7 separate regions of the Mus musculus genome follow, and regions 1, 2, 3, 4, 5 and 6 are each linked to region 7. A link is a contact called in public HiChIP or PLAC-seq and promoter capture Hi-C data. All regions are on one chromosome and are shown on one strand. Each heading gives the region's core, a stretch centred on a gene start, on an enhancer-like site or on the middle of the called end of the contact. The rest is flanking DNA. Distances are from core to core; before and after follow the strand shown. Region 1 holds the start of Ddi2 (DNA-damage inducible protein 2). Region 2 holds the start of Atp13a2 (ATPase type 13A2). Region 3 holds the start of Sdhb (succinate dehydrogenase complex, subunit B, iron sulfur (Ip)). Region 4 holds the start of Rsc1a1 (regulatory solute carrier protein, family 1, member 1). Region 5 holds the start of Tmem82 (transmembrane protein 82). Region 6 holds the start of Padi2 (peptidyl arginine deiminase, type II). Region 7 holds the start of Epha2 (Eph receptor A2).

The links. Promoter capture Hi-C pulls out the DNA fragments that hold promoters and counts their contacts. HiChIP or PLAC-seq counts read pairs in DNA pulled down with a chosen protein or histone mark. Capture Hi-C pulls out chosen DNA fragments and counts their contacts.
Region 1: a promoter capture Hi-C map of pancreatic islet shows a contact between it and region 7. The contact joins the promoter of Ddi2 here to the promoter of Epha2 in region 7. A contact is called at or near these places in 2 of 39 promoter capture datasets (liver and pre-B cells), 1 of 115 datasets of contacts at active chromatin or transcription factors (pancreatic cancer cells) and 1 of 9 other capture datasets (pancreatic islet).
Region 2: a contact with region 7 is called in an HNF4G HiChIP or PLAC-seq map of pancreatic cancer cells. The contact joins the promoter of Atp13a2 here to the promoter of Epha2 in region 7. A contact is called at or near these places in 1 of 39 promoter capture datasets (pre-B cells), 1 of 115 datasets of contacts at active chromatin or transcription factors (pancreatic cancer cells) and 1 of 9 other capture datasets (adipose tissue).
Region 3: a contact with region 7 is called in an H3K4me3 HiChIP or PLAC-seq map of embryonic stem cells, with 9 read pairs. The contact joins the promoter of Sdhb here to the promoter of Epha2 in region 7. A contact is called at or near these places in 1 of 39 promoter capture datasets (liver) and 2 of 115 datasets of contacts at active chromatin or transcription factors (embryonic stem cells and pancreatic cancer cells).
Region 4: a contact with region 7 is called in a promoter capture Hi-C map of liver, with 2.7 times the contacts expected there. The contact joins the promoter of Rsc1a1 here to the promoter of Epha2 in region 7. A contact is called at or near these places in 4 of 39 promoter capture datasets (the C10 cell line, cranial neural crest, frontonasal cranial neural crest and 1 more), 1 of 115 datasets of contacts at active chromatin or transcription factors (embryonic stem cells) and 1 of 9 other capture datasets (pancreatic islet).
Region 5: a contact with region 7 is called in an H3K27ac HiChIP or PLAC-seq map of microglia, with 5 times the contacts expected there. The contact joins the promoter of Tmem82 here to the promoter of Epha2 in region 7. A contact is called at or near these places in 1 of 39 promoter capture datasets (neural stem cells), 1 of 484 Hi-C or Micro-C datasets (embryonic stem cells), 5 of 115 datasets of contacts at active chromatin or transcription factors (embryonic stem cells, hepatocytes, microglia and 1 more) and 4 of 9 other capture datasets (adipose tissue, liver, macrophages and 1 more).
Region 6: an H3K4me3 HiChIP or PLAC-seq map of embryonic stem cells shows a contact between it and region 7, with 10 read pairs. The contact joins the promoter of Padi2 here to the promoter of Epha2 in region 7. A contact is called at or near these places in 2 of 115 datasets of contacts at active chromatin or transcription factors (embryonic stem cells and pancreatic cancer cells).

The regions. Positions count from the first base shown.
Region 1 is chr4:141,720,999-141,724,976 of GRCm38.p6, reverse strand. It overlaps Ddi2 (DNA-damage inducible protein 2), which reads left to right and starts at 1,558. Exons shown (of 10, transcript NM_001017966.2): 1 at 1,558-1,920. The coding sequence starts at 1,783.
Region 2 is chr4:140,984,915-140,988,873 of GRCm38.p6, reverse strand. It overlaps Atp13a2 (ATPase type 13A2), which reads right to left and starts at 1,953. Exons shown (of 29, transcript NM_029097.3): 1 at 1,798-1,953. The coding sequence starts at 1,807.
Region 3 is chr4:140,959,440-140,963,443 of GRCm38.p6, reverse strand. It overlaps Sdhb (succinate dehydrogenase complex, subunit B, iron sulfur (Ip)), which reads right to left and starts at 2,173. Exons shown (of 8, transcript NM_023374.4): 1 at 1,968-2,173. The coding sequence starts at 2,039.
Region 4 is chr4:141,684,421-141,688,385 of GRCm38.p6, reverse strand. Rsc1a1 (regulatory solute carrier protein, family 1, member 1) reads left to right here and starts at 2,670. Exons shown (of 1, transcript NM_023544.5): 1 at 2,670-3,965. The coding sequence starts at 2,787. It overlaps Ddi2 (DNA-damage inducible protein 2), which reads left to right. Exons shown (of 10, transcript NM_001017966.2): 10 at 2,755-3,965.
Region 5 is chr4:141,616,828-141,620,326 of GRCm38.p6, reverse strand. Tmem82 (transmembrane protein 82) reads left to right here and starts at 1,694. Exons shown (of 6, transcript NM_145987.2): 1 at 1,694-2,428; 2 at 2,615-2,687; 3 at 2,858-3,032. The coding sequence starts at 2,341. It overlaps Slc25a34 (solute carrier family 25, member 34), which reads left to right. Exons shown (of 5, transcript NM_001013780.1): 5 at 1-1,503.
Region 6 is chr4:140,904,816-140,908,854 of GRCm38.p6, reverse strand. Padi2 (peptidyl arginine deiminase, type II) reads right to left here and starts at 2,495. Exons shown (of 16, transcript NM_008812.2): 1 at 2,306-2,495. The coding sequence starts at 2,421.
Region 7 is chr4:141,299,337-141,303,272 of GRCm38.p6, reverse strand. Epha2 (Eph receptor A2) reads right to left here and starts at 2,052. Exons shown (of 17, transcript NM_010139.3): 1 at 1,839-2,052. The coding sequence starts at 1,920.

The sequences.
Region 1 (3,978 bases), core at 309-2,808, 420 kb before region 7:
AGCAGCTGGGCTTTCTGTCACGGATGCTTGATTTCAGCCCTGTCCTGTGGTCCCAGCGTCTCCACTTCTGTTTTTGTAAAAGTCTTGCGCCTATGTATTCTGTCTTTTCTGCAAAGTGAAGTTCTTGCAGCATCCACAGCCACCCTGCTTCCCATTTCCTTCCTGTTCTGCTGGAGGAGGCTCCTCGCTCCACGGAGCCAGGAGTGGAAATCCTTGTGCTTGTAGTGATCCTGCAGTCTCTGCTCCTGGATGATGGTGAAATGAACCAATTCAAGACAGATTAGCTCGTCGTAAATGCGGGTTTGTTGGGTTGGGAAGCTTCTGTCAGGAGGACGAATTCACTGGTCCCAAGGAAGGAGAGGAAGGAAGCCATATTAGTCGCCATGGGAAGGGAAAGGAGAAGAGGGAAAAGAAAGAAAGAAAGAAAGAAAGAAAGAAAGAAAGAAAGAAAGAAAGAAAGAGAGAAAGAGAGAAAGAAAGAAAGAGAATGGGGGTGGGGGGGAGAGAGAGACCAATGATATCATATATGATATGATATCTGTATTAAATGCAGAAGAGTCTCTGGGGGAAGGGCAGCTGAGTCCCTGCCAGGTAGGGACAGAGGGATGTCAGGAGAACCTTGAGCCTTTGATTTGTACAATGCATACCTCAGCCCCTAATCCAGGACTGGAAACCAAACACTCCTGAGTGCTGGGATTACAAATGTGGACCACCCTAGTGGGCCCGGGAGATGTTTTCGGATTTTTACCATTCTTGGTATCTACATCTTCTTATGAATTGAGTGGCCACTAAAATAACGACTGTTTCCCAAGTACTGTCTTTTTGTCCTGCTGAGGTTGAGCTTGGTCCTGGTAGGCAAGATGTCAACAAGGTATTTTATCTATACCATTAAAGTAAATTGTTCAGACTGGAACACTTATGATCCAGGCAGGCTTGGAATTTGCCAGCCTTCTGTTCACCCTCCTGAGTAGCTGGGATTACAGGTTTGCGCTACCAGTCCCAGTATACGGAGTAAATTCTAAACCGTACCCAGTAAACGTCCAGTGCTGGATGCAGTCTGAGAGTGAGTTAACTAAGAACTGTGCTGTGTGTGTGTGGCTGCCAGCGCAGCCATGCCAGCCCGCAGGCTGGGATGGGCCTCGAGCACAGCAAAGGATCTGGATTTTCGTCCTACATTCATTACCAAGTCGAAACCGAGTTAATATTACTGAAATGACAACTTCCATTACGAAAACTCTGTTTTAGAAAGATGTGCTTAATTTGTCTTTCAACCATTTTTATGCACACGCCATTCGCACAGTAGGTCCCCGTTGGATGACTAACTGGGACTGGGATCCTGGAATACTCCGGAGCTCAAGCATTAAATCGTGGGGTTCCCCCACCCCGCATCCCCATTCCTCCCTCCAGTCTCCCCAGCCCCGCCCTGCCCCACAGCCTAGCGTCGCGAAGGCTGCCGGCAGCCTGGCGCGCTTTACGGCCGTGGCGTTGCGACGGGGCGGGGCGCCGGGCGGGCGGCCCGCGAGCTTGACGGCAGCGGTGGGAGGCAGGCCGGCAGGCAGGCAGACGGCGTCGCAGGCGGGTGGCGGCGGCCGCGCTGGCTGCCGAGGGCGGGAGCGAGTGAGTCATTGCGCGCGTGTGAGGGAGGAAAGGAGCGAGCGAGCGAGCGAGCGAGCAGCCCGCGCCCGTCGCCCTCCCGCCGCTGCCGCCAGGTCTCCCCAGCCGCCGACTGCCTTCCGCCCAGCGCCCAGGCCGGGCCGAGTCGAGCCGGGTCGGGCCCGGGCCATGCTGCTCACCGTGTACTGTGTGCGGAGGGACCTCTCCGAGGTGACCTTTTCCCTCCAGGTCGACGCCGACTTCGAGCTGCACAACTTCCGCGCGCTGTGCGAGCTCGAGTCCGGCATCCCCGCCGCCGAGAGCCAGGTACGCCGGGGTGCGGCAGCGAGCGGGGGCCTCCGGCCGCTGTGGCCGGGGGCGGGGGGAGCTGGGGGCCGGCGGGGGCCGAGTCCTGCAGCCGCCCGTGGATGCACCCACTGCAGCTAGAGGGGCACGTGCGCGGGCGGGCAGCCCTCCCCACCTTCTGGCCTTCGGGAGCCTGGGTCCTCATCCGGGATCTCCTGACTTTCCGACCAGAAATACCAGTTTGGATCACTGGGAGAACGACGCCTGCCTGGGGTTCGCTTATTTGGACCGCTCCAATATGCGCAGTTTACTACCTGGGAGAATGCAGATTTGCGGTTGAAAGTGAGGGGAAAAAGTTTGAGACTCACTCTGCCATTGACGTCTCTGGAAATGCATACATTTTTGGTTAATTTATTATATATGTATACACACACACACATATATATATGTCATATATTAATTAAAGTAATGGTTAGGTTAACTCAGTCTGTCTGCTTCTCTCAGGCCAAAGCCCTCCTCCTTTCTGGGCCCAGTTTAGTTGGGTCAGTTCAAAGCTCAGTGCTTTCGAAGGATATTAGCTTGAAAATGGCCTACTGTCTGAAGACCCCCGAGGGATTCGGCGGCCAGGAGTTCAGCCTTCTCATGTTTTAACAAGAAAATATATTCTCAAAATGCTTTGGTGTCCTTAGTAGACTTCATCAAACAATAGGTGGACTATTTTGTAACCTTTGCACTAAATCCCTTAAGATTCTAACCAAAGTGGCCCCCGCTGGGTGTAGTCTAAACACCAGAAAATTATAGACAGCTCCCAAGGCCCCAGAATGTAAATCTTGATTTCCTTCTGCAATTATGAAATAGTTCCAAAAACTGTTGCCCAACGACTGCCTGTTCTGTCCTGACTTACGGTAAACTCTGCGTGTCAATATTGTGTTCAGAAGTACCATTCCTTCACACAATGTGAACTTTAGAACCTTGGCATGCAGCTCTTTCTGGAAGGATCTATTTTAGGGAAGGAGGTGTCACTCACATACGCGGTCTGGCAAAAGTTGGGAATAAACAGTTCCCCCAATTTCCACAGAAAAATTAACCCACAAAAACCTAGGACCCCATTCCTGTTGGTCAGCCTCCTCATACAGGTAGCAGGGGCAAGCTAGGACCAGGGAGTTTGGGGGGCTGGGGGAGATTTGACTTTTTAGAGGATTGATTAATTGCTGGTTGTTGTTTGTTTTGTTTTTAAGGCAGGTCTCACTATATAAAACACTGGCTCCCATCTACACTCAGAGATCCCTGTTGACTTTGCCTCCCAAATGTTTGGAGTTAAGGCCTGAGCCATCACAACCAGCTGCTTTTGGTTTTTGTTTGTTTGCTTTGGTTTTTTTTGTTGTTGTTGTTGGGTTTTTTGTTGTTGTTGTTGTTTTTGAGACAAGGTCTCAACTGTGGGGTCAAGGCTAGTCTCAGACAGCAGCCCTCCTGCTTCAGGCTCCTGTACAGCTGGGATTACAAGAATACACTATCATGCCCAAGTTCAGTTTTCAGTTTTGAAGTTTTTTTTAAAAATTTTTTTCAATTTTTGTGTGTGTGTGTGTGTGTGTGTGTGTGTAGGGTGTTTTGATGACCCAAGTTATAATTGCCAGCTGATGGGGAGTAATTTTAAGTTGAATTTGTTGGTAGGACTTGAGGTCTACAGAGGGTGAAGCTGTTTCTCTGCTGTTTCTCTTCCTCCATCCTGTGTGCACGTCATCCTAGCTAGCACTACCGCTGTCTTACACGCTCCCTGCCCAGCCCATTGCACTCCGATGTCTGCAGAAAATGTTAAGTAAACTAAAGGGGATAGCAGGCTGAATCATAATTGTATGGTTAAGGAGGGTTCAGTCTTTAGTCTGGAGTTTGAAGGGTACCATTTGAACAATTAGGCTAGCTCTAAGTTCTTCTCTAAGTAAATTCGGTGTTGACTTTCTTCCCAACCCAAATTGGCATGCAGAAACCCGGATTCCCAACAGTGGTAAGCCTGTATTAAATAGCTGTAAACAGCACCCTGTTTTTCAGGTTAGTGCTGTTGGCTCTATGTAACCTGACAAC
Region 2 (3,959 bases), core at 704-3,203, 310 kb after region 7:
CAGTGGCAACATTGTAGTTCACCCAGCGAGGGAGGAACTAATGAAATGTTCTTGGTCAGAGACCGGGAACCCAGCTGTGAAGAGTCAGGTCCTGAATCGTATGACCTCAAATGGGGAAGCTGGCTATGATGAACAGGGCCTTTAATTCACCCTCACAGCCTCGAGAAAAGCGCAGAGTAGGAGACTCATTTAAAATGGGGGAGGGGTGGTGGTACAGCAGGCAAAGGCCCTGGCTGCACAAACCTCATGACCTGAGTTCCAAGCAGGGAGTCGGGGTGGAAAAGTCCTCGGACTGACACACACAGGCTGGGACAAAAGTATGTGTGCACAGGAAATAGTAATAAAAATGATCACAGATTTAAAATGAGAGCTAGGTTTAGTGGCCCATGACTGTAATACCAGCACTGAAGACATGCAAACAGGATTAGTCCAAGGTCATCCACGACTAAGTATTGGATTTGAGGCCAGCCTGGGCTACATGACACCCCAATCTCAAACAATAAAAATAATAGGGGCTGGAGAGTTACCTCAGCAGTTAAGAGTACAGTCAGCTCTCCTAGAGGACATGAGTTTGCTTTTCAGCATTCACAACCTTCTGTAATCCCCTCAAAGCCACACACACACATACACACACAAACATTTTAAAAACAAATCTTTAAAAGATTAAATAATATAATGCAAAGATTGCACCGGGTGTGGTGGCACATGCCTTTAATCCCAGCACTGGGGAGGCAGAGGCAGGCGGATTTCTGAGTTCGAGGCCAGCCTGGTCTACAAAGTGAGTTCCAGAACAGCCAGGGCTACAGAGAGAAACCCTATCTCAAAAAACAAAACAACAACAACAACAACAACAACAAAATTACAATATAGCTCCAGTAGAGCAAAAGGTCCAGGTTTGACACCCTTCTCAGCACTCAGCCAGAAACCCAAACACAAAGCCCAAGAAAAGGCAGGCCAAGAATGAAAGACCAACATAAAGACACGCATGGCAGAGACGAGGCTTGAGCCCAGTTCCCAGCCCTGGGGCAGCCACACCAGCACCGTAGAGCTGAGGGGTGGGAGTCAAAGCCATTTGGGAACCTCTTATTTCCTGCGGAAGACCCAGCTTCCGGCTGCTAATCTATCAGTGGCCCAGGGCACCAGCATCTACTTCTGGTGGCTCCCCCATGGCCATGAGCTCATGGCTTCCCTCAAGCTGGGAGGGTGTGCGCCTAGGAGGTCTTTATGTAGATTCTAGGTGCTATGCTAGACGCTAGAGACTTTGCTCAAGTGCAGAGTCAGGGGTCTGGTGCATAAGGGGAAGACGTTGTTCTTATCACAAGTTGAATTGTAGCCCCCTATTGTTTTCCATTCCTCACCTAAGACACTGTCGGATGGAAGTTGGGGACTGGGCTAGACAGAGACATGCTAGCACCCGGAGGTTAGCAGACCATCTGCATCTGGTGGGATTTTGGTTTCAGCCTAAGACACTCATTCTGGCATGGGGGGGGGGCATGCAGGATATGGTCCTTGGATGTGGCCACTGGCAAGCTTTCTGTGTAGGTCAGGAGTGCATTTGTGCCTCGGCAGAGAGCTGGCTTCCCTAATCCTGTTCATGTAGCACATATGGGTGCTGCACAGAGGACCCACGGCGGTGCACCGCGTCCATCACTGGGACCTGTCACTCAGGGTCGAATGCATTCAGAGGGGATGGGGAGGGCAGGAACCCCCGGCCCTAGGGTGAGCGCAGCGGCAACCTAAATCTGTCTCTGGGGGCCTGGGGATGAGACCCGAAGGGAGGGCCGGGCCGCCGCTCACCTGCGCTCATTTCGGCTCCTCGCGCTCATCGCCGGCCGCTGTGGCCCGCGGCCTGGGCTCGGCGTGCGAGGCCCCGGGGCACGGTCGGGGGGCGCCGGTTGCGGCGATCCGCGGAGGGGCCGGGCTGGGCAGCACCTGCAAGACGCGACGGCGACTGGAACTGTGCCGCAGTCTGCGGCCGTCAAGCCCCGCCCCTCCACGGCGCCTGCGTCCGTCGCTGCCGCGCGGGCTGCCGGGACTTGTAGTTCCCAGTCTGGCCTCTGTCCGGAGCTCGCTGAGATCTTGATGCTGTGGGCAGCGTGGGTGGAGGCGCGAGTCGGGGGATGGGGAGAGGAGGGAAGAGATGGGAAGCAAGGGAATGTGGACGGGACAGTCCCCAGACAAAAGAGATAGACGGAAAAGGACAGGCTGCGAGACAGGTAGGCAGACATACAGGCAGACAGAGGGCGATGCTGGGAAGACACAAGTGGACCGGCTTGACAGAAAGGGGCGGGGGGGGGGGCACCAGGCAGACAACAGACAAAGAGGTAGAGAGGTGACAGACAAACAAACAGAAAGGAACGTTGGGACACCCCATTGGAACAGCCTCCATATAGAACAACAATAATACAGGAAACAGGCGGACAGACAAACATCAAATAGGCAGGCAGAGTGGGAGGGAGAGGTTGGAAGACACAGGTGGGACAGTCTCCAGACAGAACAGACAAACGGAAAACCGATATGCTGGGAGACAGGACAGACAAAAAGACAGGCACACGGATAGGCTGCTGGCAGACAAACAGGGGGGCCATACTGGGAGACAGAGGTGGAAGAGGAGAAAGTGTCCTGTCCGCGACCACAGCCTCAGGCGCACCCCTCAGCACTGCACCTTACGCGTGCAGGTTCAAGCCTGCCCCTGTCTCTTCCAGGCTGTGTGACTGTAGATGTGTAAGCTAACCTCCCTGGGTCTCCTTTTCTTCAAAACAAAACAAAACAGCACTATTAATTCTAATTGTGTGTGTGTGTGTGTGTGTGTGTGTGTGTGTGTGTGTGTGTGTGTGTGTGTGTGTGGTGGTGGTGGTGGTGCATGTATGCACAATAGCACATCAGAGAACAGTCTTCAAGAGTCAGTCATATTCTTTCTGTGGGTGCCTAGGAATTGACCTTAAGTCCCCAGCAAACACCTTTACCCCCTGAGCCATATTACTGGGTTTGGACCTATTTTTTTTTTTTAAATTTTATTTCTTTTCACGTGCCTTGGTGTTTGACTGCATGCGTGTCTGTGTGAGGGTGTTGGATCCTCTGGAACTGGCGTTACAGGCAGCTATGAGCTGCCATGTGGGTGCTGGGAATTGAACCCAGGATCTTTGGAAGAGCCACTCATGCTCTTTTTTTTTTTTTTTTTTTGGTTTTTCGATACAGGGTTTCTCTGTATCTTCTTGGCTGTCCTGGAACTCACTTTGTAGACCAGGCTGGCCTCGAACTCAGAAATCCACCTGCCTCTGCCTCCCAAGTGCTGGGATTAAAGGCGTACGCCACCACTGCCCGGCTACCGCCCATGCTCTTATCCACTGAGCCATCTCCCCAGCCCCGGGACAGCTTTTTCTGACCTGTACAATGACAAATAGCAGCAGTGACGGCTTGTTGTACGTGCTGCATAAGAGCACTCATCTAAAGCCTGATACTACTGGGTAGATATCAGGAGAAGGTCACACTTGCCATAGACTCCCATGGTCAGATATGGCCAGAAAGGTGCTCCATACAGGTTGGCTGTGATGATGCGCAGGAGGCTAAAGGGAGGTAGGACCTAGCCCAGAAACCCGGAAGCATGGTCCGCACATACCCCTGCACAGGTGAGACAAATAAAGACCCAGGAAAGCCTAGGATACCCATCTACAGCATTCACTACACTATCCCATAGTGACTGACACAGCTAGGGTGTCCCCCGGCCCCAGGATCAATGACCTCTGAACTGAGGCAGAGGGTGTATGAGAGACCTGGAGTAAGCCAGGGAAAGTTGCGGCTGGAATAGTCCTGGGCCCACACCTTCAGCATCACAGTATCCCTGTGAACTCAAGGCGAGTCAGGCTGAGTTCCAGGAGCTGGACCATCAGGTCCTGTCCAGTGGGGACTACTGGAAAGTGACACAAGGACACTCAAGCTAAACAACAGACTGCAGAAAG
Region 3 (4,004 bases), core at 924-3,423, 340 kb after region 7:
ACATCACAGGACTGAGAACCAGAACTGAGGATGGCGCTGTTTGAGCACAAATATGCATTCCCACAGACAGGAGGCCTCTGGAAAGTAGGCAAAGGCCTCTCCTGAAATCCTACCAGAGTCCGACCTTTGAAGCCAGCCTCTTCTACACTCAGAAAGCCCAGCCTGAGCCTGAGAAGTCACCCCTTACAGCAGGGCTCTTACAACTCAACTGCTGCCTCAGCAACGAGGAAAGAGGCTGAAGAACAAGGTCACCAAGAACCATTAACTGGACAACCTATCATGTGGCTCCTCCCCCAAACCGACACACCCCCTTTGTTAGCCACTGATTGCTGCAGCTCTTCAACTAGGGGTGGGGCCTTGTGAAATTTCTCCCATTCCCCTTGGCACGGACTGGTGTTGTGATTATTCATCCCATGTTCTCAGCCCTAAACTCGTCATGCATAAGGAACACTAAATGCACTTAAGAGATTGTGTATGTATATATTTAGCAATGATAATTAAAGAAGTCATGAGTGTGAAAGGGAGGGGAGGCATGGGAGGAGAGAGGGGGTGGAAATTATTTAAATACAGTACTCATGCATAACATTCTCAACAACAAAAACAGAATCATTAACTGAATATCTGGGACACCAGCCTGAGGCTCTGGTAAGGCACTGTCTGTTTTTGTTGAGACAGGGTCCCAAGTAGCCCAGGTTGGCCTTGGATTCCGTGTGGGGCTGAGGATGTCCTTAAACTCCTGATCTTGCTGCATCAGCCTTTGGAGTGCTGGTGTGATAGGTGTGCATGCAAAGGGATGCACAAGTCGGGTGGTGGTGGTGGCTCACACCTTTAATCCCAGCACCCAGAAGGCTGAAGCCGGAGAATCTCTGAGTTCCAGGCCAGCCAGGGTTGCATAAAGACACTGTCCGAAAAGTCAAAACCTAACCAAAACAACACTAAAATTATCACAGGGTGGAGATTCATCTTAGCACTTTGGAAGGAGCAGAGTTCAGTTCCCTGCACGCATATGGCGGCTGATAACCACCTGTGACTCCAGTTCAGGAAATACAGCTCTCTTTTCTCCACGGGCACATGGTGCATATACATGAAAGCACACACTCATACACACACACACAAATCTAAAAAAAAAAAAAAAAAAAACCAACAAAACCCCCCAAAACAAAATGGGAGTTCCTGTTGTCCGCCTGTGAAGGACTATCCAGAAGCCCAGAGGAGGACTGAATGGTATCTGTAAAGTAAGGAGAGGCAGTTTTTCTCGCCTTTCTAAATGCTTCTACTGTGCAGCTCCCGAGGATACAGGGCGTGTGGGGAGACCTATGACAGAGCTACTACAGAATTATTAACAAAAGCAGCTCCAGGCTCTGCCTGTCATCCCATGCCAGCGGTATGAGATCAGTGCCGCTACACACCCCTGAATAAGCACGCTTCAGGGAACCGGGTCTTGCCTGCAGACTTCCACAGTACGGATCTTTCAAGGGGTCGGGGTCGCTTTCTTTCATGTCTCCCTTCCTCTGCGGGTCAAGTGCATTGCCTTGCAGAGTCCACCGCCCTCCGACCTGACCGATCCAGACCAGCCTAACCTGGAGGTGCGACCTGGCCTCCCGGGTCCCACCCCAGACACCCCGCAGGCCTCCCTTTCACACAAGCCTGGCGGAGTACAACTAGCAGGATTTGATTCTGGGTCCCGACCACAGGTCGCTCATCCTATGACCTTGACCTCTCCCTGTCCTCCTCCCAGACCTCTGTCTTTCTGTTCTCTCTTCCAACCTCCTCCCGGCCGCGCCTCTCTCTCCGGTGATGGAGAAGCGCGGAATGGCTGTCTGAAAGGATGCTCAAGAGCAGGATGCCGGGTTAAGTCCTCCCCCGAGGCCTGGACCCGGGCTCCTTCCGCCTCTCCGCGGCCTCTCTACCCAGGCAGCCTCGGTGACGGGCACGGCTCCCCACTGAACCACGGCTCCCGGGCTCACCTGCAGGCCGACTCTGCCGAGAACGGCAGCCGGGAAGCCGCGCTTCAAGGAGACCCCGACCGTCGCCGCCATTTTGGCTCCTGACGTCAGCCCCACCCCTTCCCCTCCGGCATCCCGTCGAACACCGCGGTGGGAAGCCGGCCTCTCACCCTGAGGACCGCTAGCCGCCTAAGCGCCAACGAGTGGAAGGCCGCTTCCGGTTTCTCCGAGCCAATGTACAGGAAGTGCGTGTGTGCAGCAGCGGCCCGTAGGGCGCATGCCCACTGGGCTTCCTATGTTCCTAAGGTGACCTCTGGAGTCTGAGGGGCGGGAGAGGGAAGGGTAGCGTGGAGGGGCGGGGCAGAGGCCAGGAGGGCGGGGCTTTCCTATTCTGCTGGTGGCTGTGATTTTTAACCCTTCTCTACTTGCAGTGGTGTCTGTCAATCACCTGTGACTCTTGTCTGGTCAGCTTTGTGCTAAATCTAGAGAACCTGTCAGTCCCTACCTGATTGGGACACTTGTTAAGTGACTGAAGTGATCAAAAGATGAACGTCACGTCGGTACAGAAGTTGCATGCCCGGCATATGGAGACAGTAGGAGAACCAAGCTCACCCTCCGCTACTTAATGAGGTCGAGTCCATCTGGGATACTTGAGACCCTGCCTCAAAACACACAAAACCAAAACCAAAGCAGCCAGAAAGGGTACCTAGTATGTGGCTGGTGCCAGCCTCTGGAATGCTGTGGTAAGTGAGCGAGCTGCTCACCTAATTCCTCTCTAACCCCAAGGAAGATGACAATAGGAAAGATGGGTGATGTAGCTTATAGGCTGTCCACCAAGGACCCACAGGCTGTCCACTGTCCCCAACTTCAGATCTTCCTACAGGTAAAGAACTGCAGAGAGCTGGGATTACAGCTGTGTGCCACCATGCCTGTGTGTGCTGAACAAGCCTTCTACTAACCGACCTGTGTCCTCAGATTTCGTCAGTTTCCTTAGTCACCTGAGCTGCTTTTTTTTTCTGGCACTTCTAGACAGGGTTTCTCTGTGTAGCCCTGACTGTCCTGGAACTCACTTTGTAGACCAGACTGGACTTGAACTCAGAAATCCGCCTGCCTTTGCCTTCCAAGTGCTGGGATTAAAGGCATGCGCCACCACTGTCCAGCCTTTCTGACACCTTTTATGGGTTCTCTCAGAGCCCCCCACCCTCTGACTGGGGATTTGACCACCTTGGGCAGGCGTGATCTTGGTATCCCAAGTCACTTGGTCTCTTGGGGCACCCAGTGACTTTGCTGGTCCTTGTTACCAGAGGAAGGATTTGATTTCTTTCCGCTCACCTTTGGCAGAGGAGGGCACTGTTTATAGTCTTGGGTTTCCTCACGCTGGCTCTTTTAGAAGACACTGGAGAAATTACCATGACAGGAGGAATGGCTAGATGGGGCCAAGTTTCTGGGAACTCACCCTGAATCTGGCTTCTCTGCCAGGTAGCCTCATTAAAGGGGGTGTGGAGAGGCCTGAACCCCTGGGGGTTACCTTGATCGCCCCCTCAAGGCCATGTGACCATTGACAAGTCCTTCGCCACTTTTTGACTTATAGCGTCCTTGCCTGAATCACTAGGGGTTGTGGCAGCTGAGTTAAGATTCTATGACTGGTGTGGTTGTCTTGCGCAACAGATGGTAAGGTGGCCTTGGCTTCTCAGGGGCCCTGGCTCAGCACTGGGTAGGTTCTTCTAGACTACCCAAGGGACCACCATCAGGGCCACCCAAATCGGCCAAGGTTGTAGGAAGGCTGTCATTTTCTTTGTAACTCCTCCAGGGTGTCAACAGGCAGTATTTCTAGAGAACTGGCCCCCTTAGCCATTTTTAGCCACCATGTCAAAGACAGACACCACTGCTACATGAATGGCCACCCAGGTCACCTTGGAAAAAGCATTGAGCAGCCAGCAAAACTGAGACCTTGATTTATTGGAGGGGCCCTTGGTGCCAGTGTGCCCACACACCCTGCAGTCACATCATTCCTGGGCGTCATGGGGATTTGGGGAGCTTAATGTTATGGAAGGATAA
Region 4 (3,965 bases), core at 1,421-3,920, 380 kb before region 7:
TTCATATTCATTCTCTTTCTCTCTCCGACTCTTTCTCTCTCATCTTAAGGACATTAGGAATAGTTGATGTCCCTTAGCCCTTTTTTTTTCTTTAGCCCCCTGCGGTACTAGTATTTCAGTTTCAGAAGGATGGCATACATGCCGCTCTAATTAAGTACAGAGTCCACCAGGGCACCTGCGCCTCCCCTGCTCTATGGGGTGCGTAGGCCCTGACACCGAGCCCAGGTGTAAATGTTCCCTAAGGTGCTGGCTTGGATATCCTTTTGCAGTATGCTTTTTTATGTTAGCACTAGTCCAAAATTGAACTTATTTCAGAGTCAGCTGTATTGATTAGATGGATAAAGCTAAGAACTTTCTAGATTTACAGGATATAGATTTAAGCAGAGACAGAACGTCATCCTGTTTAACACCAGCTATAAGATAAGGTAGTTCTTTAAGAAGTTAGTCACGTAGTGTGGTGGCGCACGCCTTTAATCCCAGCACTCCGGAGGCAGAGGCAGTCGGATTTCTGAGTTCGAGGCCAGCCTGGTCTACAAAGTGGGTTCCAGGACAGCCAGGGTTATACAGAGAAACCCTGTCTCAAAAAACCAAAAAAAAAAAAAAAAAAAAAAAAAAGAAAGAAACATTCAGGCAAAAAAATTATGGGCTGGTGAGATGGCTCAGTGGGTAAGAGCACCCGACTGCTCTTCCAAAGGTCCAGAGTTCAAATCCCAGCAACCACATGGTGGCTCACAACCATCCGTAATGAGATCTGACTCCCTCTTCTGGAGTGTGTGAAGACAGCTACAGTGTATTTACATAAAATAATAAATAAATCTTTAAAAAAAAAAAAAAAAAAAAAAGAAGTTAGTCACGCCGGGCGTGGTGGCGCACACCTTTGCCTTTAATCCCAGCACTCTGGAGGCAGAGGCAGGCGGATTTCTGAGTTCTAGGACAGCCAGGGCTACACAGAGAAACCCTGAAAAAAAAAGAAGTTAGTCACTACCTTGAGGGGGTGCCACTGGCCTTTGAGCCCAGCATTTGCTCTTGAGTTCAAGGCCAGCCTGGTCTACAAAGTGAGTTCCAGTATAGCCAAAGAAACTCTTTCTCATAAAACAAACAGAAAGAACAACATAGGCTACAGGAGATCCCATCTCAACCACAAAAAGGAAAAGCTGACAACTTCCAGCAGGCCCATCCTCTCTCTCATGCAGCTCAGCGGGGTCTGATGAATTAATTAGTGATGTTAGCATCATAACTGCACTCTGTGTGACCTCACCAGTGGAAAACCAGCACTCACACTGATGTTAGTGTTCAGCACAAAGCATCTGAATTGAATTTAATAACCCAGGAACCAATATTTCCAGGGTTGATAGCAATCTATGCCTTTTAATTAAAGATATTTTTGGTGGTTAGAGGCTGGTTTTTAATAGTGCCAGAGGAGTTGGACCACTGTGGCTTCCGCATCAAGTTTGAAGGGCAATCAAATTCGGGTGGGTGTAAGTTATTGTTGCCTATCAAAGAATGATTACACTCTTCCTCTGCCCTCCTGTGGATTCAGTGACGTGCCTACGCCTGGTCAGTTCTGTTGTGCTGTACGAGGGTACAGCATTGAGAAGCTGGGCGTAATCCTGCATGTTGATCCCAGCACTCACACTAAAGCAGGAAACTCCCACACGTTTCAGGCTGAACAGAGCTCGTTAGAGAGCTAGAGATGTAGTTGGATTAGCAGAAGGCCTCCTGGCATATGTAAGATGAGGTTGGTTTGGTCCAGAGCACTACAGAAATTTGAGAACAGTAATGCATACCCATAGCTCTGACACTGGGAGCCATCGTCCTTATACATGAAGTCAAGAGTACAGGAAATGTGGAGGCCTCAAGTATGAATGCACAGTGGTTGAACAGATAAATAAAATTCTGTCTGCTTCATTTTTTGTTTTGTTCTTTGAATTGGGTGCTTAGTTTTACCATGGTTTTTGAAAAGCTTGGCTAGAAATAAAATCCACTGTTTACTTGTCTGTCTTCTAGAGCTCTCCAGGCATGTAAACCCCACCTCTCTTGGTTGCCCTGCTCTCTTGCCAGCGTGCTTGCTTTTGGACACCTGTGCTTACACTTGAAACATGAACAGCGAACTGGAGCCAACAGTGGTGGCCCATGCTGTAACCCCAGTGCTTAGGAGGCTGACGCACAAGGATTGCTGATAATTAAAGGCTTATCTGGCTTTACTATAGTGAGTTGGCCAGCCTAGGCTACAGAGTGAGAACCTATTGGGTTTTGTTTGTTTGTTTGTTGTTGTTTTAAAGAGGGGAAAAAGCCTTGTCATGAGAATCATCCTGTGAAGATGCAAAAAATCACCAGAAATAAAGTGACTGCTTGGTGTGGTGATGCGCTCCCATAGCCCAGCACTGCAGAAGCCAGGCAGGCGCCTCTCAGCTTACGGCCAGCTCTGCTGTGCAGTGAGAGCCTTTCTGGAGTGAATAAATACATCAATAAGTATCTTTTAAGTGTGAGCACTGACCCATCCATTGTGAAGTGCACGCTAATAGTGCTTTCTTTACATATGGAATTTTAATGTTTATTAAGCACACACCCATTTCAGCTTCAGTGACAGATGCTACCTTGCCACCATGAGAAAGATTCTTGTATTTTTTTTTTTTTTAGCATATTTGCAAGAGAGACCTAAATTAAAAGGCCTGCTTTTATTCTATTGAGGATTCAACTCTGATAAGTTAGTGGTCTGCTAGCTAATCTTTTTCTCTTTTCTCTTTATTACAGAGAAAAGCAGTAAAGAATCTACCTCACTGGGAATGTCATCATTGCCGACTTCAGATGGGTTTGACCATCCAGCTCCTTCAGGGCAGAGTCCTGAGGTTGGTAGCCCGACGAGTCTCGCTCGCTCTGTTTCTGCTTCCGTCTGCGCCATCAAGCCCGGTGACCCCAATAGCATTGAATCTCTAGCTATGGAGGCTACGAAGGCTTCAGCTGAATTCCAGACAAACTCTAAGAAAACAGACCCTCCTCCTCTGCAGGTTCTTCCTGACCTTGCTTCCTCAGCAGAGCAGAGTCTAGCCATGCCTTTCCATAAGTCATCAAAAGAAGCCGTTGTTGCAGGTAATCTGGAGAAATCTGTTGAGAAAGGAACCCAGGGCCTCAGAGTGTATCTCCACACAAGACAGGACGCTAGTTTAACTCTCACAACTACTGGGATGCGGGAGCCACAGATATTTGCGGAGGAAAAGAGTTGGCATCCAGAAAATCAGACCCCAAGTCCCGTGAACGGCCTTCAGCAGCACAGAGAAACAGGGAGTGTACAGCGAGAGGCTGGACAGCAGAGTGTTCCACAGGACCAGGGCTGTCTTTGTGACGCAGAAGACCTTGAGCTTCATGAAGAAGTTGTCAGTTTGGAAGCTCTGAGGAAAGGTGAGCTACAAAGACACGCTCATCTTCCCAGTGCAGAGAAGGGTCTTCCAGCTTCAGGACTCTGTAGCTGTCCATGCTCAGAAGCCCTGATGGAAGTAGATACAGCTGAACAGTCTCTGGTTGCTATGTGCAGCTCAACAGGCAGGCAGGATGCCGTCATCAAGAGCCCTAGTGTAGCACATCTCGCTTCAGATAATCCCACTATGGAAGTGGAGACATTACAGTCTAACCCGTCCTGTGAGCCTGTGGAACATTCCATCTTGACTCGGGAATTGCAGCTCCCAGAAGATAATGTTGACATGTCTACAATGGATAACAAAGATGACAATTCCTCTTCCCTTCTAAGTGGCCACGGTCAGCCCTCTGTGGAATCAGCAGAAGAATTTTGTTCATCTGTCACAGTGGCCTTGAAAGAACTCCATGAGCTTTTGGTCATTAGCTGTAAGCCAGCTTCAGAAGAGTCACCTGAGCATGTTACCTGTCAGTCAGAGATAGGAGCTGAGAGCCAACCAAGTGTTTCAGACCTTTCAGGAAGAAGGGTCCAAAGTGTGCATTTGACCCCTAGT
Region 5 (3,499 bases), core at 445-2,944, 320 kb before region 7:
GAGTCAGGCCCTGCCACAAGCCAGGAGGAGAAGGCAAGGAACAATGGACAACTGGGATCCATTGAGCCCCAGGACCAGTGTGCCCCATGTCACCACCTCTTTATTTCCCTTCTCTCCCCTGGGTTACCATGCCTTAGCTCATGGCCACAGCAATGCCTACATTTAAAGATTCCCATTAGGGGAGCCACTCAGCTGCACTGGCTCCTCAGTCCTCCACCCACTGTGTGACCACATGAGCCTCTCTCAGCATGGGGAAACTGAGGCTGAGGGGAGCCATGTCTCTGGCTGGAGCCACATATGTTTGCCATGACAGAGCCAGGACTGGAGTTCAACTCTGCCTACCCCCATACCATGCTCTCAACGAAGACAAGGCTACATCAGGACTACTGGGCTTCGTGTCCCTCAGAGGCCACTGCATGTGAGACCCTTGTGCCACCAGGGAGTCCTTGGTGTCCCCAGAGTCTGGTTGGCCAAAGCTAGTTATCAAACCAAGTTCTGAAGCTGCCTCAATGGCTTAGCAAAACAAACAACCCTGTTTTCCTACCTTCTGAAGCTGGAAGCGCAGGAAGGTATTGGCGGTGTTGGCGTCTCTCTTTTATTTCAGTTATCTGTGGTGCTGTGGTAGAGCCAGGGCCTGGGCATGCTGGTCACGTGATCTGCCCGTGGTCCACACCACAGCCCAAGGCTGACTTCTCCTGAGACCTCTTTCCTTGACTTTAAAATGAGCAGCTTCCTTTGGTCTTCTCTGAATCTGAGTAAAATCAGCTTTCCTCAGGCTGGGGACATAGATCAGTCGGCAGACTGCCCACCTGATGCCCACGAGGCCCCCCAGGATCCAAATGAACTGGGCATGATGGCCCCTGCCTGTATTCTCAGCCCTGGGGAGGCAGAGGCAGGAGGATCTGGAGTTCGGAGTCATCCTCGGCTCCATAGCAAGTCTGAGGTCAGCCTGGATTCCATGAGAGCCAGAGAGGAGAGAGAGGGAGAGGAGGGGAGAAGGGGGTTGGGGAGGGAGGAAAGGGAGGAAGAGGAGGAGGAGGAAGAGGAGGAGGAGGAGGACAGGGAGATGGAGACCCAGTTCTGTTGAATAGGACCCACACAGGGACTGCATATTACCGAGGGAGCTACCACGGCCTCCCTCTACAGTCCCTGAGGGGCTGGATTAGGGCGTCAGCAGCAGTCTTAGAGCGCTTGAGTCCAGGCTTCCTGTTTGTGTACGTCCGGGGGAGCTCAGGCCTAGGAAAGAGGGTGCCTGTCCATGTGGGTCACGGAGCAGAGCCACTGCAGGGCCAACGACACACTCCGAGCCCTCTCTCCAGACTGCAGGCACGCTCCACCACAGGGACAGGTGTGTAAGGCACCCAGTGGCCTTTCTCCTATGAAAGTGGACACTCGCTCTTGGCCAGGTAGCCTCAACCACCTTCCCCAACCACTTCCCAAGTGAGAAAAATTACTCCAGATGAACACTCCTGAACACTCCAATAAAGTTTTATATTTTGTAAACTTTGGCAATTGCCCTCTGCTTCCCTGTCCCTGCCCCGCCCCGCCCCGCCCCAAACCCTCAATCTCAAGCCTTTTATTTCTAGGAAGGACCCAAAAAGCAGTGCCCGCCCGCCCAGGTGAAGCCTGCCACCTAGTGGACGGAAGGAGAACAGTATGACCCCAAGAAAGACTGCGCTCAACCGGAGTCTTTTTTTTTTTTTTTTTTTTTTCGAGACAGGGTTTCTTTGTGTAGCCCTGGCTATCCTGGAACTCACTCTGTAGACCAGGCTGGCCTCGAACTCAGAAATCCGCCTGCCTCTGCCTCCCGAGTGCTGGGATTAAAGGTGTGCGCCACCACGCCCAGCTTCAACCTAAGTCTTAAGGGGATTCCAAACCCTTCTTTCCCTGTGGCTTGTAGAAGCTAAACTACTAATTTTCAGAAGCCCGAAGAGACAGAGCGCTGCGGGGAGCAGCTCTGCTTTGGGAACTTGAGAGGGCCAAGTCACACTTCAGGTTGAGTGCGGGCCACACCTGAGAGGGGGAAGGCCAGGTGAGCTGGCCGAAGAGGGACTTCCGGAAGGCATGGTGGCCTTGAAGTCTAGCGGGGACAGACCAGAACCAGTTAACTGCTTTGCCCTTGAGACCTGAATGGGAAGCCACCAGCAGCTGCGAGCTGACAGTGCCACTGAATCCAGCAACCTGGAAGATCTAAGGCAGCTGTCTCCCCGGCCCCGCCCCCAGGCCTTTGACCCTTTCCTAGTCCCTCCCCTGTCCTCTAGAGACACCTTTGACCAGTGATATCATTGGGTTTGTCCCAGCGCGGACCCGGTCGGAGGCTGAGGGTTCCTGGAGGCTGCCATGTTCTCCCTGCCTTCCCTCTCCTCCTGGCTCCCCAGCCTCCCTTCCTTTGAGTGGGGTTCCAGTCTCTTCGACAGCCTTCTGCAAGGTGAGCGCCTCTGGGATGCACACCTGCCCCTCCCCGCCACGTCCCTCCCGCGGGTGGGCGGAGTGCAAGGTGGGCCCCACATCCACGTGGGGGTCTCGGCTCCTGGCTGCCCCCTGAGCTCACCCTGCCTCCTCCCCGACAACACTAACGCCCCCCCCCCTTCACCCTCTCCTTTGTCTGGCTCAGGCTTGATCGGGGCCCTTGGAGTCTCGGTTCTCAACAGTCTCCTGAAAGTTTATTTCTTCGTGGCCTGTGTCAAGTGAGTGTCCACGTCGGTCCCACCCACCTTGCCCAGGCAGTTGGTCCCTGAGCGGAGTCTGGTCTCTCTTGGAGAGAGCCGAGAGAGTTGAGCTGGAGCCCTGGCAACTCTCCCACGGGACAGGACCCCGTGATCCTGTCTTTCAGCCGGCACCCATTCTGCCCCCACAGTGACCCCCAGCGGCAGCCCCAAAAGCAGCGGCTGAGCGCGCAATGGGCCTCGTTGGAGATGCTGCATCTGGCTGGTCTGACCCTGTTCCTGACCTTGATAGGGTCCCGGGTAGCCGCCCTCGTCGTCTTGGAGTTCTCGCTCCGGGCTGTGTCCACTCTGCTGTCTCTGGGCAAGGTGAGACGACAGCGTGGGGCCACTCTGGGCCACTTTCATCCTCTGGATTGGGAAATAGAGCCTAGTGACCCCACCCCCACTTTCAGATGGAAACCATAGATTTTAGTTTGTTGCCTGGCAGTACGAGACAGACCCAACACACACACACACACACACACACACACACACACACACACACACACACAATCACACCCGTGTAAATGTCGGTTCTGTGAGCTGGGAGTGTGGATCAGTTGGTAGAGTGCTTGCCTGGCATGCTCACACAAAGCCCTGGATTTGATCCCCTGCACCGTGTAAACCCAGGCCTGGTGACAACCTTGCCTGAAGGATGAGAAGTTCAGGGCCATCCTTGACTATTGGGTCTGGGGCTAGCCTGGAACACATGAGATCCAAAAACAAAAGGCTTGTTCTGCTGAGCTTTTTGACCGGCCCTGGCTAAGTTCCTTTGAGGGCTTTGGCCCATTTTG
Region 6 (4,039 bases), core at 1,246-3,745, 390 kb after region 7:
GCTCTCACTGACCCTGGAACCGAGCTGATAAGCCCCCAGCGACCTTCTGTCTCTGCTCCCCACAGAGCACAGGAGCACACAGCCACACCTAGCTTTTTACATGGGAACCTGAGGGTCAAGCTGAGATCCTCACGCTAACAGCGACACATTTACCCTCTAAGTCACTTCTCCAGGTCCACCTTTTCTTTTCTTTTGGTTGTTCTGAGACAGGCAGGGTCTTATTAGGTAGCCCTGTCTGGCCGGGAGGTTGCCGTGGCCTCAAGCTCACAGGGCTCCATCCGTGGACATCCTCTGCCTCTCAGGTGCTGGGTTCAAGGCATGCACCACACACCCAGCTTCCAGTACTAATTACAAGAAATAACTTTTATGAGTGTTTCTTAGAGGTGGGGTGGGAGACAAGGTCTCTCTGTGTAGCCTTGGCTGTCCTGGAACTCACTATGTAGACCAGACTAGTCTTGAATAATACAGCGATCCTCCTGCCTCTGCCTCCCATCCCAGTGCTGGGATTACGGGCTGTTTTTTCTCCTTTTTGAGGTACACATGCATGTGTTGGGGGTATACTGAGACAGGGTCATGCTGTGCGGCCCCAGCTGAGCTGGAACTCACTATGTAGTATGAATGAGCCTTCGGCTTGTGGTCCTCGGACCACAGCTTCTGGTGTGTAGGGATTGCAGGTGTGTACCACCACGTCTGGTTAACTTATTTTTTTAAAGGTAGACTATTACAACATTTGCAATGACAACGGTGGCCTGCGTACAGCTTCCTCTGGGCAGGTTATGGTCTAGGTTGTGCTGACTCTTGGTGTTGGGGAACTCTCTGTGAACTGAGTCCTGGCTGAGGCTAGTGGACACCTGTCCCCTTGCCCTCCACTGTGCTGGGCCTCTCTCTGCTTAGGTGGAGCAAGGACAAGGACTTAGGCACAGACCCCCTTTCTTCCTTAGCCCCCAGCAGAGGCAGCATGCCAGTCTTTCAGAGAGTCCCCACAGTGCCCCGGCAGGCAAGCTGACAGGCATGGTGACAACTGTGGCTTAGGGCCCAGGATCCTGGCTTACCCCTTGGCAATGCCCAGTTCAGAGCAGGGAGTGGGGAGAGATGGGCACCCTCCCAGGCCACTGGCGCCTAGACCACACCCCACCCCTGTGTTATAATCCTGCTTTGGGGTCTATATGAAGGCCCACTGAAGTCCAGGCCCAGGTGAAGTGGAGGCTGGGGCTGAGGCTTAAGGGCTAAAGGAGCAGAGAGGGGCCCCGTCTTAGGCTTGCTGAGACCAGCGGGAACCGGGGCCTCCTGTGAAGTGGCCGAGCAGTGGGAAGGAGCTGGAGAGCGGGCAGAAGAGCATGAGGGGGTGCTTAGGTGGGCTTTGGGAGGCTCGGGAGAGTCAGGCGCTTTAGTGTCAGAATGGTCTGGGAACACGGCCCATAGAGGATGTACAGGCACAGAATCTGGCATGCCCCTCCCTCCAGCATGAAGCCCTTCCTCCCTCGCAAGGCAGAACACTGAGAGTGCTCGGAGCAGATGGTGGCTTCAGTGTGGCCTCTCAGGCTGCTCAGACTACTCCTTCCCCATAGCACCTTTCCTAGGTCCCACACTATACCCTATCAGTTTCTCTGGGTTTGTGGGACACACTCTGCGAGATTCCTTCAGCCTTCTGTCTCAGGTACCCTGACCCCCATCGAGCGAGCGTGTGGGCAGAGAAAATGGGGAAGAAACGGGCCCTGGCTCCCAGGGCCATAGCGGGTGGAAAGTGACCCCTCTCTGATCTCAGGGTGAAGTCAGGAAAGGTATTTGGGGACACAGCTCACAGCCAGTGCCCCGGGACAGGCAACCACCAGCAACCCCCCGGAGGGTGAAATCGGATAAGTACCAGGCCAGATTCCACGTGGGCAGTTCCCCTTTGGACAAGTCAGTCCCCAGCACATCCCAGGCTGTTTCTGCTTGCAGGGGTAGGCAGTCCACTGGTGGAGGAGGCTGGGCTGGGGTGAAAGGTCAGCCAAGAAGGAATGGGGGAGTGAAAGGGGCGTGTTACAGAGAGCCCATGTGTGTTAAAGTCACCCAGGAGAGGGGCTGGAAAGACCAGTCATGAGAAGGCTAGATTTAGGGAGTAGTCTCAGAGAGGAGGCTGTGACAGGGGCTGTAACTGTGTGTCTTAGAGGGGCCTCAGGATTGCATGGAAGTGGATCCTGGCCTGGACTCTCTCTGGATTTCTGAGGATCTCGAATTGAGGGGCAACCTGGATACTGGAGCCAGGTCCAGGGTCTCAAGATTTGTGAAGGGTAGGTGAGAGGGTAACTCTCTCTCGGCTCACCTGTAGACATCGGTCCAGAGCTGCGTGCCCAGCACGTACACCGCCTCCACGCGGCTCCCATACTGCAGCCGCACGGTCCGTTCCCGCAGCATATTTTCCCGTATAGGCGGCTGCATTCCGTGCTGCTCCCAGGAATAAGCACCTGCTGCAGGTAAGCCCTCCGCTGCTGCGCCTGCGCTCGCTGCCGAGCAGCCGGCGGCCTTAAGCAGCAGCCGGGGGCGGGGCGTGGGCGGGGCTTCCCGCCGGACTCCTCTTGGATTGGATCTGCAAACCCGTCCGTCAAGCCTGGCCCCGCCCTCCAAGCCCCTCTGCCCGCAAGTTGTCAATTCCTGTTTTCCGTGTTTGGCTTGTTCATTCTTTTATTCAGTAAATTCCCCTTTCTGGACGCTCCCCCTCACCTCCAGCTCCGAGGGGCAGAAAGTGCGAGCAGGAGTAGCCGAAGGGACAGGGCAGGAGTGAATAGGTGGCAACCAAAGCCAGTCTGGGGCCGGAGAATGCTTCTCAGAGGAAACCCTGAGGCTTCTTAAAGATCTTGGCAACACCAGGGGGTGGAGAGGAGCCTCCTGAACACCTTCTGGAAGCTGGACACCCCCCATATTAGATCCACATTGCCATGAGAAATAGGGAGTGGGGTGGAGTGGGGGGAACTGTGGCCCTGGCAGGGACCAGAATGCTAAGCCCAGGCATGAGAGCGACAGCATGAGCCTGGAATGGGGCTATCTGGGAGTGCATTCTGGCTGCCCCAGACAGCGTTGAGCATACTGAGCTGGAGCCAGTAGTGAAGACCCCGGATGGGGCGTGAGAGGACTGGCGAGGAGAGGACTGATCTGTGTGGTGTTTATGGATGGAGATTTGGGTGGCTCCCGGTGGCTGGGAGGATGTGCCTGGTTGAAGGACAATGGGCTGACGGGGCAGAGGATTAGGGCTCCAGCCTGCGACACCAAAAGACGTGCCAAGGTAGAGGTCAATGTATGGTCCTGAAGGCCAAGGTGCACCGTGACATCTAGTGGCAGGGTGGGGTCTGAAGCACTCTGAACCCCACCCTCAGGCCCTTTCTTTCTGAACTCAACCCTGGGGCTATGCAATTTGAGGAAGTGGCTTTTTCGTTAAGGGAATGGAGACTGAAGGGCGGGTGGAGGGGTGAATGTTGGAGAGGGAGGGGGACTGAAGGGAGCCCCAGCAAAGGGCACACTGAATTAAACGCATTGCTCATAGGTATGCCCAGGCACGCCCAGCGGCCCTCGACTCCATCCTTCTCCTCCAGATGCCCAAATTAGGAGATGGTAAAGACCCCAGCTGTTCCTGGGTATCAGGGATCTAGGAGGAATGTGGGTGGAGAAGCAGAGAGCCAGAATCTCAGCCAGAGGGGTCACTGTCTCCTGAAAGGCTTGGGGTTCAGATCCTGGGAGAAGCTGCTAACTTCTGATTGGTCCCTGGGAGAGCGTTCTCCAATCAGGAGGCAGCTTGTGGGAAAGAATCCAAGAGGCACCAGACTGGGAACCCCTGCCCTGCTAAGGTGGGCTCGGGTCTGAGGACCCCTCTGCAGGCAAGCAAGAGTTCCCACCTCCAACACGGGCAGAACGGTCCTGTATGTCACTCACTCCTTCCATGTCTCCTGTCAAGCAAGTGAGTCCCAGCAGAGCCAGGGTTGTGCGATCAGGCAAAGGCTGTGGTTACCCAGCTGGGCAGAAACGACGGCGGTGTGTGGTGCACTCATTAGTTACGTGGTTTCTG
Region 7 (3,936 bases), core at 803-3,302:
TCAAGGGCACTGCAGGAGGTAAGTTCAGCAGCTGTCGAGGACCTAACCGATTCCCCTGGTTTTCGGAACCCAGCAGAAAACAGAAGAGGAGGCTGCACAGCTGTGTCAAGGCTGGAGAGGACACGGATCATATCTGTCCTCAACTCCCCCTAGGGAAGTGCAACCAACTAGGTCACGACCCCACTCCCAACACACACATCCCAACCCCTCACACAGACACAGTGTTCCTGAGGAGTGCGGAGCTTAGACAAGAATTTTCCACAACCACGAGCGATATGCACCCTTTTTTCTCCTCGATCCCATGCAGAACGGGATTAATCGCAAAGGCTGGGGCGAGGCTGACAGATGCACCCAGAGGCACAAGTACAAGATTGTTTGAGGCTTCCCTGGTGGGGGCTCGGGGCGGTGGTCAGGAGCCCCGGGGCGGGGGTCAGGAGCCCGCACAGCAAAGCAAGCAGACGTCTAATCCTCAACTCCGTGGCAGCCCAGGAAGGCCTCTAGCAGTCCCAGCTGTCTTTCCCTGCTCCCCAACCACAGTACCCAGGAAGAGGGAGCCACAAGCTGGATCAGGGAGGGGAGTTAGGATCTCAGAATCCCTGCCCTGTTCACACCTTGGCAAAAGCAACTTTGGCCCTTCCTCGAGACAGGGCCAGGATCTAACACCCCGTTTACCCCTAACTCTCCACCCTTCAAGAGCTCCAGTCTGGCCTTTTACCCTCCCAACGTGGAAGGCGAAAAGAATAAGGAAACTTCTCACCCCAAAGGGTTCCTCTGCGCTTCACCCCCCGACCCCTAGCTGGAGTCGGCAGAAGACTTGCTATGCCCAAAAGCAGAGAAAAGTTTTTGCTGTGGGAAACGGAAGCCAGCTAGCTCCGGCTGGGTAGACAGGAAGATCCTCGGCCAAGGGCAGGGCAGGAATTCCCACCCTCTCGGAGACCCTAGCTGAGGGACAACGCCCCCAAGCACACCCCCGGCTGCGGCCTTGAGCAAAGGCAACCTGTGCGGGCCCCCTCACCTTGCGTGGCTCCAAGACGCTGGGGCGGGGGCAGGTGATTCACTCCCCCACCTCCAGGTGCCTGGGCTCCCCGTGGCCCCGAGATGACGGCTCCACACCGCGGGAAGCCGCAACCCCACCTGCCGCATTTCCTCCTTCTGAGTCACCCCTTGCTCAGAACACTTGACTTTGGGACTTCCTGTACTCGCTCCCAGCCCTTAACCTGTCTCCCGAACCTGGGAGGGCAGCTTGGGAAGGAGGGAAGGTGTGAGTGGCCGGGGCTGACCCCAGGCGCTCCCAATGCTGGCCCAAAGGACCCCAGTGAAAAATCGGATGGGGCGTAGAGAGACTCTTTTGCTTGGTGCAGGGCACCGAGAGGACCCCTCCCCAAAAAGCAGGGCCTGCATCCAAATGCCTTCCGCGAGAAATCGGGGCAGATGATGAGTTAAGTGAACTCGGGTTACTAAGAGGCTGATCGCCGGGAAAACCCTACTGAGCGTCCTTTCCTCTGAGGGACCGAGAGCGCCCTGCGGGGGTCCCGCTCCAGAAGCCGCCACAGGGCTGAAACCGCGTGGCGGGCGCCGCGTCCCCCTTCCCGCGGCCTCCGAGCCCTGCGCGCCCCAGCCGAGATCCCTTAGTTCCAGAGAACCTAGGATCTCAGGGTATGGATCCCCAAGATCGTTCCGGACCGCAGCCCGCGCGCTCTGCCTAACCTTGCGCACTGAGACCCAGCAGCCATAAGTCAGTTTCCAAAGGTGCGTCCCAGAGAGGAGGCTGGGGCGCCCGGGGTCCCATGTCCCGGAGTCCCTGCTAGGCTGCGGCCACCGACCGCGTAGACACTCACCTTCCTTTCCCTGTGCCGCCGCGGCCGCCAGCGCGCAACCCCACAGCAGCGCCAGGCAGAAACCGACTGCCCGGAGCTCCATGCCGCACCCCTCGCTCCCCGCGATCCCTGCTGTCCGCACGCCGGTCTCGGTGCCCCAATCCTGCCCGCCCGCCGACAGAGACAACTTCTACCCTCCTGCTCCAAGTCCTTAATGGAAGTTGGGTGAGAACCCGCTCCTGTTCATTCATGCCCTGCGCTGACGTCACCGAAACCACGCCCTCAGGAATGTCTTTAAAGGGGCCGGACTGACACCCTGACTAGAGGGCGGGGAAGCCAGAGGGAAGTTGGGGTTGGGGGGGAGGTCAGGAATTTGGGGAGGATTGAGGGGGCCAGTGCGTGGGCCTTCGTGTGCAAACCTTGAGGAGATTTCTCATTTCAAAGCGCCACCAGGGTTAGTGTCCAAATATGTGGAATGAATTTGTGCCTACTCTCCCCTTTTGCCCTTGGGCTTCAAGATGTGAATTGTAAATCTGAGAAGTAGAAGCTTCCGTAGCAAAGGGCCTCAAAAAACCAAAAAATAGAAAAAGAAAAAGAACAAGAACAAGAACTCCTGATAACACACACACACACACACACACACACACACAAACACACATACACACTTGCTCCTGAGTCCCCCAGAAGATATGCCACACCCAGGAAGGTCCTCTAAGCTGTGTACCAAGAGTAGTGCCTCTGGGAACATGTCAGACATGCAGGTGTCTTCACTTTAGAGTGGAGGGCTTAAGATAAGGTTCCAAGGTACCCTAGGATACCCAAAGGCTGCACAACTCAACAGTCACAGACAAGTCACAGGACTTGAAGCTGGGCCCTGACCTGCTTTAACCACTTCCATTTGGGGACCCAGCACACACCCTCATGGGTAACTCTTGACCTCTGCCTCTGAACTCCAACAGAACACCCTTGTCCCCTGATCCCTGGGTGACAGAATGAGATTACGTTTTGATACCTTGGGGATGTCTGCCTCCTACCCACCCTTCCTCTGCCAAGGTTCCTCAAATCTGAGTTCATCTCTTCTCTTGGCGTCTAGAGTCAGTGAAACAAACGGATGTGAAGTGAACCAGGCAGCCAGTCCAGTCACCCACAACTGCCTGTTGCTCTGTTACCATTTGGCCAGTGGAAAGGGAACAGCTGTAGCAGGCTTGGTTCTCCGTGGACCTTTCTGCCCACCTCCTAGTCCCTGGCCTTCCTCTCTGTGACTCCCCAGTCCCTGGTCATCCTGGCCCATATTATACAACTCTGGTACCAGGTGCTCCTCCTGGGGTCCTACCCACCAGCTTGGCCTTGGCGCCTGTTTCTGAGAAACGGGTTCAGACATTTCCCCTGGAGGGGGAGAGAAAGGGTTAATTATAGGTGTTGGGGTTAATTAAAGCCTTTGATCAGGGATGGATGATGGGAGAGAAGGCTATGTCTTCTGAGAAGGAGAGTGGCTGGACATGTATGTGTGAGCATGTTTGGATGAAGTACCGGAGCATCTGAGCTGGGTCATAAGGGTTAGTGTATGGGAATCCGTGAGCGACTTGTGTGTTATATCGAGCGTGGACGTGTTGATGTGTATGCAAGTGTGTGCTCCAGTGTGAGAGGACCTGTGTGTACCTGAGTGTGCCACAGGCCTCTCAGCAGCGGGGAGCACAGAGGAGGGGGCAGCAGTCAAAGTCTGGACAAATCAGTCTGCTCCTCTGAGCCTCCCCGTGCTCCCTGGGGACACTAGGGACCTACTTGGAAAAAGCCCGCTGTGAAGATCAAATAAGGTCGCGCATGGAAACCGCACAGACTGGGACTCAGACCCTCGAGTCAAATCTCAGCTGTTATTACGGTTACATGCGGTTCAACAAGAGGAAATCACATCTGGGGAGGCAGGGACTGTGGTGTGCCAAGCAAGGTCCTGCGGACAGGCACGTGCACGTGTATCGAGATGAGTGGAACATGTGTGCAGTGTACACATGGTATGGGTAAGTGTTCTGTTGGATACGCTAGGCTGGGGACCTTGTGGTTTGTGTTGATTTCCTGTCAGTTCCTTTTGTTTTGTTTTGACTTTTTTTTCTTGGTATGTGTG